Linked DNA regions of Mus musculus: regions 1, 2, 4 and 5 are each linked to region 3. Evidence: chromatin contacts called from public HiCAR-type, HiChIP or PLAC-seq and promoter capture Hi-C data. All regions are on one chromosome and are shown on one strand. The core of a region is the stretch at or near the end of the contact, and the rest is flanking DNA. Distances in the headings are between cores, read along the strand shown.

Region 1 (2,700 bases), core at 12-2,511, 190 kb before region 3:
CAGAGATCTCTCAAACACTGGACCACCAAACAGACAGCATACACCAGCTGATATGAAGCTCCCAACACACATATAGTAGAGGACTGCTGGGTCTGTGTTCTTTCAGAGATGATGCACCTAACCCTCATGAAACTGGAGGCCTCAGGGAGTTTAGAGGTCAGGTGGGGTGGGGAGTTGGGGCATCATTGTGGAGACAGAGGGGTTGGGGAGGAGGTATGTGATGTGAAGCAGTCGGAGGGTGGATGGGTGGGTGTGAGAAATGGAATATGGAGTGTAAAAAATAAATTGTTTTTTTAAAAAGAAAAACAAAATACTAAAATGTTACTTTAAAAATATAGTTACCAAACCAGTGGAAGGTAAAACTGATTTAATGGAGAATCTGAAGAGCAAACATATTAGTCATAGAGTCACTGAATGAATTTATGTATACATGAAAAGCCAATAAGTTGATGCATTGGAAATAATCCAACAAACATAGTTCCTATTTCTCTAGGTGACATACACTTGCTTTCCTGTCAGTTTTCTGGGACTTTTCTGTAAAATATTCCAAGATAATCTCAGAAGATTATGAAGTACTTCCTAGAAAAGTATTTATTGCTAATATTACTTACATATGTCAAAAATGTTCATGCAGGTAAATATTTCTTTGGGACTTTTGCCATCTTATATATATATATTTATTTGTACATATATATAATATATATACACAGTATATATATTATATATATTTGTATATATAAAAATATATATTTTATATAATATATATTTATATATATTATATATAAATATAAATATATATATATATATTTGTACCCATAGTCCATAGTCCCTTCTAGAGCTCAGGGATAGATGTATTTCTGAAATACATCTGAATTTGTATAACAGTTCTGCCCTACTCCTAGTCAGGAAACTCACATTTTCCAGTCTATTCTCCTGACTCCTAATGTTTCTCCTATGAAACACTGCTTCTCAACTTGGGCTCTCTTGTGGGAGGCTATCTGTGGAGTTGTAAGAAAAGTTCATCCCTGGAAGTTACACACAGCATGCCAACAGTACTACTTCTGTTGGGATACCAAGCAAATGTCTCCAGACATTGCCCAATGTCTCTTCTTATTGAGAACCACCGCTAAAACAAAATAAGTAGAGGTGCTCTGAAAAGCAGGACTGGAAACAATCACAAAGGAATTCAAGTGTCCATGCCAAGTCAGTGAATGGTTTTAAGTTTAGTGTGATGCAATTTTAACTTAGAAAGATTGCAGTAAAATTGACAAGAGTATGCATTCGGGAAAAGGATACGGTGCCTTGGAAAGAGCTGAGGAGGATAGCCACATGGGGGGTGAAGGCAGTGAACCAGTGCAGGAGAGAGTAGGGGAGGGTATAGCAGATGAAGTAGATTAGTAATTAGTCAATCTACTACATCGTTCAGCTGGTGCTGGGGATACGTCTGTGTTAGATATTTATTCACAAAGATGTTAAAGTAGAGGCCAGAAGTTCTGAGAAAGCAACACAAAGAACAGATGTGAGTGAGATCTTGGACTGCCTGTTGGAGTCAGCATGCATGAGGCTGTCTACGGTTACCTGACTCCCAGTGTCTTTCTCATTGTAGTTTAAGAAACAAGGAAGAGATGAATGTGAAGTCCATAATATGCCTGCCAACTAAATTTCAGATAGACTTATTGATTCTAAAACCATCCTTTAAAGGATTTACCTTGAAAGTGTATGTTGTCACTCTTCCACTTTGTGATATAAATATTTACAAAAGTTTCTTGTTGGTTTTACAGCTCAGATGTCTTTTCAAGTCATTCCTTTAAAATACAGCCTTAGGGGAGACATTCTGATACCTGTCTTCTAGTCCCTTTGGAAAGGTAGCAGCCAGTTTCTGCCAACATATAAGATAATCTCCATAAAAATACAGATACAAATTTAGGACTCCATCTGACCCACAGCTTCTATCAATAAACCTTTTATGCTCTTTTGCTATCATCCTGCTAATTTAACTCAGGGCTTATGACCTCCTGCTACCTCTAATTTTGGAGGAATATAGGTCTGTGTTTTGATCTCTTGTTTCTAGTGCAGTAAACTGGAAGAAAGTCCTCCTTTTTCCTAGGGCTATGGCAGCTGATGCAGTGCTATAGGGTATTGATGGCCATGGTGTCCTCCCATAGGAGAAGGTCTGTTTTCAGTGAATATTGACATCAGAAAGTAAGAGACTGGGGTAACAAAATAGAGGTAAAGAATAATTTCAGAAATAATTCAAAGCTGGGCCTGGTGGATTTGTCTTTAATCCCAACATTGGGGAAGCAGAGGCAGGCAGATCTCTGTGAGTTCAAGACCAGCTTGGTCTCCACAATGAGTTCCAATACAGTCAGGGTTACACAGAGAAACTTTTTCAAGCAAAACAGCAACAACACAAAAACAACAACAAAAATAATTCAAGACCCTCATTTGCAGCATTTCCTGAGTTTCTAGTCCTTCTCTATACATTATTAAACACATAGCTAGTCTATGAATCAGGAAGCATCATCCTAGATTTAAGTTTGTTCAGTTACATGTGATTTTGGCATTGATAAACCAAAAATATCCTAATGTATGGGAGGGAGAGGGAGGGACTCTCCCTTGGACAGTTATCTCCAAGGATCATGCATCTTTAAGTGACAAAAAGAAACAATAATGGGTATCCCAAATGAGTTAAAAGAAACT
Region 2 (2,717 bases), core at 84-2,583, 250 kb before region 3:
GCATGAAGACTTAACCATTATGATTTCAAGCTATTCTCTACCCATCAAAGGATACATTAGAAGAATGCTTTTTAGTACTGGTTTTGGTATTGATTTTATGGCTATGACATCAAAAGTATAAGTAAAAGGACAAAACGGATTATGCATAATAAAAAGATTCTGTATAGCACTTTACTGTACTCTTTGTATTAATTGCAAAAAGAAGCATTTCCAAAGTTAATAGCAGCTCTAGCCTGTTAGTAGAAAGATCAATATTTAGAAGGTTTGGTACACTTCTATTCAACAGCAACAACAATAGTAAAAAACAAACAAAACAAAGCGAAACAAAACAAAATGAAAACCAGTATTAGGTTCCCTAGAATGGTCTATGACTTCTCCAGGCATCAGCTTTAGATCACGTTTACAGTACCATGTATGAATTTAGACCTCAGATCCAATCAGTGTTTGGCTTCTCCAGTGTACAGCACATCTTTCCTAGCAGGTCAGTATTGTAGCAAGCAGGGCTTGGAGCTGGATGAGACCCTTGGTGAGCCTCCATTTCCCCACTCCCCAGAAAAATTGTCAAGCACCTTACGTCCCAGTGACAACACACTACCAGAGAGGAAGTTTCCCATTCAGATCTAATTTCTCTCTGTGCTACAAACAAAGTCACTGCTATCATCAGTGATAGGGATTTGCCATTCAGTCCTTGGAGGCATTCATGAGCAAAGGGGCATGTTGTATTGTTTTCGGGGACTCATGGACCAGTTAACACAGGGGAAAGTATCTCATGTTTGGGATTTTTGTTTAACAACTCAAGGATACCTGGGAATAGCATTATCTATCCATGCAGGGCACTTCTGTTCAAATCTCTCTGGAAATTATATTTTAAATTAGCTTACAAAAATAATGTTTCCAAATGGCTTTATAGATTTCTTCTAAGTCTAAATTAACCCCTTCTGCTTCATCTCTGCATATTTGGCAACCCCAGTACCACTTTTTCTAACCTCAGCTGACTTATGTTCTATTCCTCTTCCCCCTTCAAGGCCTTGTCCCCACGCAACCTCCCATGACCCTTTCTCAGTCCCCACAGACATTCCAAGTTAAACACACAAATCTAGAAATCTGAAGCTAAGATCTGCATATGAGTGAGCATGCAGTGTTTGTCTGTCTGGGTCTGGGTCACCTTACCCAACATAATATTTTCCAGATCCATTTATTTTCCTGCCAATCTCATGATTTCAATTCTCTTTGCAACTGAAAAGAATTCCATTGTGTATATGCATCACATTTTCATTATCCATCCATCACTTGGTGGACATCTAGGCTGATTCTACTTCCTAGCTACATAAACTGAGCAGCAACAAACATGGATGTGTCTCAGTGCTGGGATATAGACTTCTTTGAGTATATATATTGAGGTATGCTAGAGCTGGGTCATGTGACAGTTCTATTTTTATCTTAAATATAGTTCTGTTTTTACCTCCACAATGATTTCGATAGTGATTTTTCTAATTTACACTCCCACCATCAGGGAATCACTGCTCTACATTCCCTGAATCCTCACCATCATTATTGGATATTCATTTTTGTGATACAATGTAATATTGTTCTGACTGGGTGATACATGGTCTCAGAGTAATATTAATTTGCATTTTCCTAATGGTTAAGAATGCTGATCACTTTAAAATAACATTTATAACCCATTTGTATTTCTTCTTTTCAGAACTCCCAGACCACTCATTGACTGAGCTGTTTCCTTTGTGTTTAATTTCTTGAGTTCTTTGTAAGCTCTAGATACTAATTTTCAGTGGGATATATAGCTAGGTAAGCCTTTCTCCCATTCTTTTGGCTCCTTTTCTATGAGGTCCCATTGTTGTCTCTTGATCTTCTCTTCTGGGTAATCCAAATCTTGTTATTCAGGAAGTCTATGCCCATGCCTGCATATTGATGCATTCCCCTGCTTTTTCATTTAGCATTTTCATAGCTTCAGGTCTTCTTACACGCGTTCACGACCGGCCAGGAAGAACACAGCAAACCAGAATCTTCTGCGGCAAAACTTTATTGCTTACATCTTCAGGAGCAAGAGTGCAAGAGAGAGAAAAAGAAAGCAAGAACAAGAAAGCAAGAGCAAGAACAAGAAAGCAAGAGAGAGAAAAAGCAAGAACAAGAGAGAGAAAAAGAATGGCAAAACCCCGTCCCTTTTAAGGAGAATTATCCTCCACCTAGGACGTATTACTCCCTGATTGGCTGCAGCCCATCGGCCCAGTTGTCATCACGAGAAAGGCAGAACACATGGCGGGAAAACTGCCCCTGCACGTGTGCAAATTATGTTTACCACTTAGAACACAGCTGTCAGCGCCATCTTGTAATGGCAAATGTGAGGGCGGCTTCCTACAAGGTCTCATGCTGAGTTTCATTGTCCATTGGAGCTTATTTCTGTGCAGGGTGATAGACAGGAGTGTGTTCCAGCCTCTGTGTTGAGATGCAGTCTTTGCAGCACCATTTATTGAAGATGCCATCTTTCTTCAATGTGTAGCTTTTGGTAACTTGAGACACTACATTTTGATAGTCTTGTAAAAGCTCGTATTTCAAAATGAAATGTATACTATCCATAGATATAATAAGCATCAATGTAGAAAGTTTGTAGGCTGGAGATTGCTGATAGTTAATGAGAGAGTGTTGGTGTTGATGTGTAGCTCATATTTTAGAAAACCCATAAAGTGTTACTAAAATTA
Region 3 (2,700 bases), core at 8-2,507:
AGACCACATGACCAGTTGCTCCACCAGATACAAGACAGCTAGACAGCCCCGGGGCTGGACTTTTGTACCTTTGTACTCTATGCCTGGAGAAGAGAGTGGTGAAGCCGTCTGGTGCTTCGTGACAATACTTACACAGCACTCTGACTTTAAGAAGTGCTTTGACAACTCCCATCTTGGTTAATTTTTTTTTTTCAACAAAATGGACCTAGGTAGCAAGAGCCTGTTGTCTGATAGACAAACTGTGTCTTTCTCTAGGTCACAAACAAGGACAAACCTCAGGCTGGACCTTATTCGTGCCTTCCCTGCAGACCTGTGTTCCGTACTAACATAGCTCTCTTCAAACAAACATGCATTCTTGGTAAATTACCTACTTTGTCTCCACTTTTTTTATTTTAACCTCTCGGATTGGAATGTCTTTAATGTCCCAGTGAGCAGGAGTTTGAAAATTGGAACCAACTAGACAGATAAAAGCCTAGTACACCCCGGCATAGTCTTACAAGAAGTGGATGCTCACAGTCAGCTATTGGATGGATCACAGGGCCCCCAATGGAGGAGCTAGAGAAAGTATCCAAGGAGCTAAAGAGATCTACAACCCTGTCGGTGGAACAACATTATGAACTAACCAGTACCCCGGAGCTCTTGACTCTAGCTGCAAATGTATCAAAAGATGACCTAGTCGGCCATCACTGGAAAGAGAGGCCCATTGGACATGCAAACTGTATATGCCCCAATACAGGGGAACGCCAGGGCCAAAAAAAAAATGAGAATGGGTGGGTAGGGAAGTGGGGGGGAAGGGTATGGGGGACTTTTGGGATAGCATTGGAAATGTAATTGAGGAAAATATGTAATAAAATATTTTAAAAAATAAAAATAAAAAAAATGGAAAAAAAAAAAAGCCTAGTAGACTCATCACACTTCCCAAGGCTACTTCTTCCTGTACCTGCAGGAGGTGCACTGCTCTCTTTGAACTTACAGCCTGTTCTTGAGGACTTCTAGATACTGCCTTCTTTGGGGGAACCCGATGGGTGGAGAGGAGGGAAGTCTCCCGCAACTACCAATATTTTCCTCTAGGAGGAGCCCTGCCGCCCAATTGAGAGCGACACGCACCAACTCGCAACTCCTCGCCAGAAAGCTTCATCCCAGCCCTGCGGACTGAGTAGCGGGGGCGGCGTTCAGCCTCCCCGCAGCGGCCCCGGAGCTAGCTGCCCTCAGCTCCCGCTGCCCTTCCCCTAGGCAGCCTGGATCCCCGAGGCGGCGGCGGGTCCCTCGCAGAGCCGAACGCCAGCCGCCTTTTCCCACCCCTCCCCTCTCTTCCTCTCCCCTCCCCTCCCCTCCTCCCTTCCCGTTTCACCCCGCCCCCTTCCTCCTCCCCAAGCCTGACAACCCACGAGCTGCCAAGCAGGGCGCAGCCATGGGAAGAGGAGGCGGTCTAGGGAGCGGCGGCACTGGCAGAGGCGGCTGCTACAGCGGCGGTGGCGGCGACGGCTGTTACTGAACCCCGGCAGCCGCGGGGATCCCGGGCTGGGTCCACGCGGGCCTGAGGCCTCGGCTCCAGCAGCCCCCAAGCGGACACGAACCCGCGTTCTGTCTCCCGAGGCGAAACTCCGAGGTACTGGAGGGGAGTTCTTATTTCCCTCACATTGTGCCAGGAGACCTGGGAGTAGACCCGGGCATGCCAACTGCTTGTGAAAAATTGGGGTCACTTTTATGTATTTGCCCCGATAATTTTATTTTATTTTATTTTATTTTATTTTATTTTATTTTATTTTATTTTATTTTATTTTATTTTGATGAGTTTAGAGTGGGTTGTATTCCCTTCTCAAAAGTTGTTTTCTGCTGATGGGTTGGTGTAACCCGATCCTCCGTGTCCTGGAGAAGTGTGTGTGTGTGTGTGTGTGTGTGTGTGTGTGTGTGTGTGCGCGCGCGCGCCTGTGTGTGTGTGTGTGTGTGTAAGTTGTTCTTGGTGCTGAGTGAAGCTGAAAGTTGATGTGGGCGACAAGGAATGGGGGGCAGCAAGCGAACTGTCCCAGCCTGGAGCCTGCTCCAACCAGGTTGTGAGATGCAAGGAGAGGTTTCTTCCTAAGACTGTTTTCTTGGTCTTAAAAGTTTCGCGAGTGTGTTTGTCACCATCAGCCTGCTAACCTGGAGCAAGGACTGTGGAAGCTGCTGCTGCTGTCTGAAGCGAGCTCCTGGTTGGGTGTGATGGCCTGAGGGACTCCGGAGGGTGGGTTGTGAAGCACGCGACCCCCGCAGCGCTCTGCCTTTGCGCAGTCTGTGCAGGCTGCAGCTGCAAGCTGGAAGCAGAGGAGCTGGAGTCAGAGTCACCGACGCCAGAGCCTCCATGAACTGGGGTGAGTGGAAATTGTGGCAAGCCAAACTGTCCCGGCGCTGGACACACTCGTGGTTATGAAATCAACCAGGCTCAAAGTTCTGATAGAACTGCAGAGTCTTGAGAGCTGAGCGGGTGAGTCGGGTCACGTCTGGAGAGAGAGAGGGAGAGAGCTGGCTGCAAGCAGTGGTTGTAACATGGGACTATCCGCTTGTGGGTGCGTGGGGAAATCTATTTCTGGGCAAGGACTTTATATATAGCACCGGGGAGTACGTCTGCTGGGACCAGGGTGCAGGTTTCCGTGGTGAGCTCTGATGTGTGTGCTGAAGAGGTGTGCAGTATGTATGTGTGCTGTATGTTTGCACGCGTGT
Region 4 (2,700 bases), core at 87-2,586, 140 kb before region 3:
ACCTCCAGTGAGATGGGAAAACATTCTTTATAAAGACTTACTCTGAAGGCTGCCTCCTGCTTTCCTGGATAGGAATATGTAGTTGCCTGCCAGAACTACTGTTTATACTTGAGAAGCTAGGGAAGCCCTTCTCAGGGGAGCCAGGGTGAATCTTCACAGACAAGGGCCACATCAGGACCTATCCTCATGCTTACTTCTAGTACAAGGAAGTTTCTTCTGTTCCCCTTTGCACCTTTCTTTCTAAGTCTTAAAATAATTTCCCTAAAGAAGCTCTCCTTAGTAAACCAAATAGGAATTCTTCCCCATGGGTAACATGTTTAACTCTGTGTTGTTGTCTTACAAAAATCTTATCACACCGTGCAGACACATCATTTAGGGGACTTACTCATTTACTGCTTGTCTCTCCCTCTAGGGCATATGATCCTGAGGATAAGGGCTGTTTGACCTTGACTGGATATAGCATACATAGTGCTAGTGTTTCGATTAGTGTCTCCCAAAGAATTATGTGGTGATAACTTAATCCAAGACCTGTACTCAAAGGATATTTACAATCCTTTCAGAGGTAGAGCCTCGTGGGAGGTCTCCCCAGGTCTCTGAGAATGAGATGTCAGTCATCTATTTCTCTTCTTCTTTTTGCAGATGTACATTTGGGTCCCAGTAGATTTTTACCATTATTTGCTTCCCTTGGCAGAGGCCAGGGGAATCTCCAAAATATGAACCAAAGTAAGCATTATGTATTTATAAGTTAGTTACCTCAAATACTTCATTATGGTAGTGCGAAACTGATGAGTCAACATGGTGTCTAGAGTAGAGCTTGATCCATCATGGACATTCAATAAATATTTGCTCACTGAATGAATGGACCACCTTTATTTTCTCTGCACCCAAAAGTGGACTATGACATTTAAGAGCAGAGAACTTCAACACAAAGGAGAAAGACAATCCTCCTAATCTAAAAATATATAGAAATTCACAAAAGTGCCCTTAAGCAGAGTTTATAAAGGTGCAAGATAAACTGGGTAATTCAAGGTCTCCTAAAAGTCAAGAAAACGTCACCCAGACCATAGTTTACTCAGCTATCTTCTCCAAATTCAGGGGAAAGGACTGGGCTTTTATTGCTTATTTTACAAATTGAGGTTTCCAAAAGTTTATTCTGGTATTAATATCTTCCTGTGGGTACAATGATGGCAGGAGCAACAGAGCAGAAAGTGACAGGAAAGCCACTTGGCTTTCTAGACTAAGGGATTCCAAGGTCAGAGCACAGTGTAACTCATGCAAATCATCTCTCAGCCAAGTGGAAAACACTGGTCCGAGTCCAGCCCAATGAAAAGTAGTCAACTAAAAGGAATGTACTGAACAGAGATACCACAGAGTTTCCCACAACAACAGATGACATTTGAAAGTACTATGCCACAATCCCATCATGGTGAGGACATTTTATCTGATGGGATCAGTCTGACATATTGCCCAAGACTGCCTAGAAGATTCAGGATATGAGACATTCTAAGCCGAGTTTGGATTTGGGGAGAAAATGAGTTTCGCTTAGCTATTGATAAAAATGAGTAGAGATTTAAAATATCTACAGTACATTGTTGTCAATAGCCATAAATAGCTGAAATTATGACTTAGAGGATTTTCTATAATTTATACAGGCTATCTTCTAGATCTATGGTTGAGCTGTTAAGCATGTATGAAGTCACATGCTCAGACCTGTAGTGGACTGCTATGCACACATGGTTATACATGGTAGTAGCTCTTCATAGGTTTATAGATGGCTATTTTATGCATCTAAATGTCATTCTCCTTTGGGCCCCATTTCTATTTGTAATATACCCAAACTCTTTGTCCATGATCATTCTGGAGATCAATCTATTAGTTTCTTAAAACCCCCAAAAATAATTAGAAAAGAGGTCATGGTTTTAAGAGACTGAGAAATATGGAAAGAGTGAAGGGAGAAAGGGAAGAGAGGAAATGATATAAATACAAGAGTCAGTCACATGGGAAATAAGAAAATTAAAAGTTTAAATTAGAAGAGGACACCTATGAAAACATACACACACACACAGAGCCCAATGGTATTGTCAGTGTATTTCTGTTGCTGTGATTGAACACCAGAGACCAGAAAATTTATAAACAATAAAGACTTACTTAGATCTCAGTTCTGGCATCTGGCAAGTTCAAGAGCATGACATTAGCATTTAGTGGGGACCTCCACACTCCCCAATGACATTCTGAGGGCATGGCACTGCAATAAGAACAGTTCCCCAGGTCCACTTTATCTGTCCCATTGTCTCTTCTTTATCTTTCTCTGTGTTCTTCTTCTTCTCCTATAGCTCCTTCCTCTTCTTCCTCTTCCTTATCCTCTTCTAATTTCTGGCTAAGTTATAAGTATTATATTTTTTCTATTTTTAATTGGAAAAATTTTTTCATATGATGTATTATTATTACAGTTTTCCCCTTCCCACCTCTCCTCCTACCCAACCCCCCCCCCACCGTGTGTTGTCTGTCTGTCTCTCTAACTCTTTCATTAGAAGACAAATAGCCATCTGAAATCAATAATAAAATGAAATAAAATAAGATAAAATAAAAACATAAGGCAAACAAGGCATGATGGGACCCACCTGCATGATGTCATGTAATCCTAATTACTTTCTAAAAATCTGAATATATGTTAATATATGTATTTTATAACTAAGTTCT
Region 5 (2,700 bases), core at 49-2,548, 250 kb after region 3:
CTGCTTCCTGTAACAGGCCATATTTAAAAAGTGAAGTCTTTCTAACTCTCTACTTCTTTGGTTTTTGATTTGTGTGTGTGTGTGTGTGTGTGTGTCTGTGTGTCTGTCAAAATCCTAAAGTACAAATGCTATCAGAGCTAAAAATAAATACGTAGCACAACAACTCTTCCAATGAATTTCAGATTTGAGACTAAAAGGGAATTAGAGGAGATTTTATAAGTATTTTTTTAAATGAAACATCATTCTTACATTTAAAAATGTTGCTCTGTTATAAAGTAGAGTTCAATCGATGTGGATTGTCGGAAGAATTAGGAGTGTGGTCAGAGTGTGGTCAAAATGAATGAAATGATTTGGTCTCTGAAGGAAGCAGACTATCACTATCAAGAGTGTTTCTCTGGAGTCTAATCAATTCTCCATTGAATTCACAGTGCAACCTGATCCACCCATTGGCCTCAACTGGACTTTACTAAACATTAGTTTGACCGGGATTCGTGGAGACATCCAAGTGAGTTGGCAACCACCACCCAATGCAGATGTTCTGAAGGGATGGATAATTCTGGAGTATGAAATTCAGTACAAAGAAGTAAATGAATCAAAATGGAAAGTGGTAAGAGTCACTCCATTCTATACATTGACTTTTCTTCTTTCTAATTCAATACTCACTTTCTTATTTGTAATAACACTTTCTTTTCACCTAGGACTATATTTCCAAATTATGTGCCCTATAACTTGTTATTAGAGGAAGACTGATATAATCTCAATACCTTAAAAGTATCTAAGACAACAAATGCTGATGTGAATCTTCCATGTAGATATATGGAAGAGTATTGGGAGGAGAAAACCATTTCCCTAGTTATCTTTGGTGTTCAGTTTAACCATGGAACAAGGTCACAGACTTACCACTTTGCTATCTTTAGAGATGTGGTTGAACTTAACTAGGATCATGATCAAGGTCAAGAGTAGGCTATGGCCAAATGTTATCCCATGACTTTAATGACTGCTACTCATAAGACCTATATTAGTATTTGTTCTTGGTTCTCTCCAGAAGAGAGGCACAAAGAAGGAATTTAATCTATAGAGGTTTCATAAAGATGTTCTTTTACATACCTCAGAGAAAATCAAGCTGAGAGGCCACTTCATAAGGGAGAAGAGAGCAAATTGGCCCGCAAACCTCTCACTTCCCTGCCAAGCACTTGGGAACTCGGCACTGAGATAAATTCTACATGGCACACAACAAGAAGGGAAACAGGATTACCATGCCATTCCAAATATAACTAATTCTAAATCAGTCTAACCACAGCCACAGCCCTGGCCAAGTCAAGCAGCTTCTCGATAGGCATGACGTTGTACCCAGCACCCTGGCAGGGTCTACTCCCCAAATTTTGAGACATGAGGCCCTGTCTATTCAGTGTAGCACCAAAAATGAAGCCAATTTTGTCATTAGCAGAGAATACAACTTGGGGTGCCTCGAACAGCTACTTCTTCTGTTCAAAGTTCTGTTTTCTAAATCATTCTAATTTAGATATCTGGTTTATGACTTGGTACCAAAAGGGGCCTGGCTGGATGTTAATTCAAACAAGGCTTTCTAAACCGAGTCATAATCAAACACTTATTCGCCCACCAAATATAGGAACAACTACTTTGCACAAGGTACCAAGGGCACCTGAGGTAGCAGTTTTGAAAATGAGAAACATGTACCTCTGAGGACTCTTGAGACCATCTCAAGGGAGCATATGAGGTCAACACTAATTTCACACTAATAACATGTTTGTTCCCTAGTTCAAAAACAGTGGTAAGAAAACTACTGCCTCGTGGCATGAATCAAGTCAGCAATCCCATTGTTTACAGTTACATTGTGAAGCTCACATTAAAGGCTGGGGCTGTTTCCTAGGAGCCTCTGCTTAAATCTCAGCCTTGGAGTGTATTGCTGTCCCAGCTCCTGTGGCACATGGAGAGTACACACTGTACTCATCTACATTCCAAGGTAATGAAGGATCAAAACACTTAAATGCTTCAGCAACCAGACCAGCAGCTCTTTTGTATGAAGCACAAATTTTATACGAAGGACAAAACACATACTAGTAGATAATCACTTATATTTGAATTGACAAAGATTTCTCAAGGAAACATTTGTTCTTCCAGTGAACATCTGACAAGGTTTGCACCAGGGATGTTAACCTCCAGGCAGAATAGAGTTTTTAACAATGTATATCTACAACCATAATTTGCCTTCCAACGTAGTAAGACTTACCCCAAAAGGATCCATTGTGATATTAGCAAAAATGGTGGTTTTATGTTAGATAATAAAATCTGTGAAGACTTCTGATGCTTACATCTCAGTAAACTAGATTAAATATTTTTTCAAATAGCCTGAGAGTAATTACACTAATCACATAATCATATATTATGTAAAATTATCATTAATTATCATGTTAATGATGTTTTGAAATATTTATATGTGGTAAGATGGTTCAGCAGAGCTATGAATGGATATATTTTTCACAGATGTTTTTGAACTGACAGTTTCAAATCTGCTCTCTTGTATATTCCAAAATATCCCTTTTTTTTTCTACCCATTTGTTCATCAAAGGGCCCAAGTTGATCCATATTTTGGCTACAGTTATCATGATCAGGCAAATGTATCTTTAACATATTAATCTTATTTCCTTGGGATATAAATTATTAATAAAAAAATCACTG

Evidence for each region. Promoter capture Hi-C pulls out the DNA fragments that hold promoters and counts their contacts. HiCAR-type assays count read pairs that join an accessible place to other places. HiChIP or PLAC-seq counts read pairs in DNA pulled down with a chosen protein or histone mark.
Region 1: a contact with region 3 is called in a promoter capture Hi-C map of liver, with 2.6 times the contacts expected there. The contact joins the enhancer-like site here to the promoter of Ghr in region 3. A contact is called at or near these places in 3 of 39 promoter capture datasets (the 3T3-L1 cell line, 3T3-L1-derived adipocytes and liver) and 1 of 484 Hi-C or Micro-C datasets (embryonic fibroblasts).
Region 2: a promoter capture Hi-C map of 3T3-L1-derived adipocytes shows a contact between it and region 3, with 2.4 times the contacts expected there. The contact joins the enhancer-like site here to the promoter of Ghr in region 3. A contact is called at or near these places in 5 of 39 promoter capture datasets (the 3T3-L1 cell line, 3T3-L1-derived adipocytes and liver).
Region 4: a contact with region 3 is called in a HiCAR-type map of kidney, with 4 times the contacts expected there. The contact joins the enhancer-like site here to the promoter of Ghr in region 3. A contact is called at or near these places in 4 of 39 promoter capture datasets (the 3T3-L1 cell line, 3T3-L1-derived adipocytes and liver), 5 of 484 Hi-C or Micro-C datasets (the C2C12 cell line, muscle stem cells, myocytes and 1 more) and 3 of 115 datasets of contacts at active chromatin or transcription factors (embryonic stem cells, heart atrium and kidney).
Region 5: an H3K27ac HiChIP or PLAC-seq map of heart atrium shows a contact between it and region 3, with 8 read pairs. The contact joins the enhancer-like site here to the promoter of Ghr in region 3. A contact is called at or near these places in 9 of 39 promoter capture datasets (the 3T3-L1 cell line, 3T3-L1-derived adipocytes, cranial neural crest and 4 more), 4 of 484 Hi-C or Micro-C datasets (muscle stem cells, myocytes, olfactory sensory neurons and 1 more), 5 of 115 datasets of contacts at active chromatin or transcription factors (cardiomyocytes, embryonic limb bud, heart atrium and 2 more) and 2 of 9 other capture datasets (adipose tissue and pancreatic islet).

Annotation. Positions count from the first base shown.
Region 1 is chr15:3,774,557-3,777,256 of GRCm38.p6, reverse strand. No RefSeq gene overlaps it. Among named protein-coding and RNA genes, the nearest start is that of Gm41255, 160 kb to the right of the region's middle. Within about 2 kb of position 1,261, at least 7 of the 459 cell types and tissues checked have an H3K27ac peak or open chromatin away from gene starts, as enhancers often do.
Region 2 is chr15:3,828,752-3,831,468 of GRCm38.p6, reverse strand. No RefSeq gene overlaps it. Among named protein-coding and RNA genes, the nearest start is that of Fbxo4, 150 kb to the left of the region's middle. Within about 2 kb of position 1,333, at least 2 of the 459 cell types and tissues checked have an H3K27ac peak or open chromatin away from gene starts, as enhancers often do.
Region 3 is chr15:3,581,909-3,584,608 of GRCm38.p6, reverse strand. Ghr (growth hormone receptor) reads left to right here and starts at 1,257. Exons shown (of 11, transcript NM_010284.3): 1 at 1,257-1,609. RefSeq lists a cis regulatory region at 1,067-1,201 and promoters at 1,337-1,521, 48-1,521.
Region 4 is chr15:3,724,092-3,726,791 of GRCm38.p6, reverse strand. No RefSeq gene overlaps it. Among named protein-coding and RNA genes, the nearest start is that of Gm41255, 110 kb to the right of the region's middle. Within about 2 kb of position 1,336, at least 32 of the 459 cell types and tissues checked have an H3K27ac peak or open chromatin away from gene starts, as enhancers often do. A contact at or near this core is called in the C2C12 cell line, kidney, muscle stem cells and 1 more, where this site is marked.
Region 5 is chr15:3,331,254-3,333,953 of GRCm38.p6, reverse strand. It overlaps Ghr (growth hormone receptor), which reads left to right. Exons shown (of 11, transcript NM_010284.3): 7 at 429-607. The region is part of intron 4 of Gm41254 (a long non-coding RNA gene); the gene reads right to left. Among named protein-coding and RNA genes, the nearest start is that of Ccdc152, 29 kb to the right of the region's middle. Within about 2 kb of position 1,298, at least 7 of the 459 cell types and tissues checked have an H3K27ac peak or open chromatin away from gene starts, as enhancers often do. A contact at or near this core is called in cardiomyocytes, heart atrium and muscle stem cells, where this site is marked.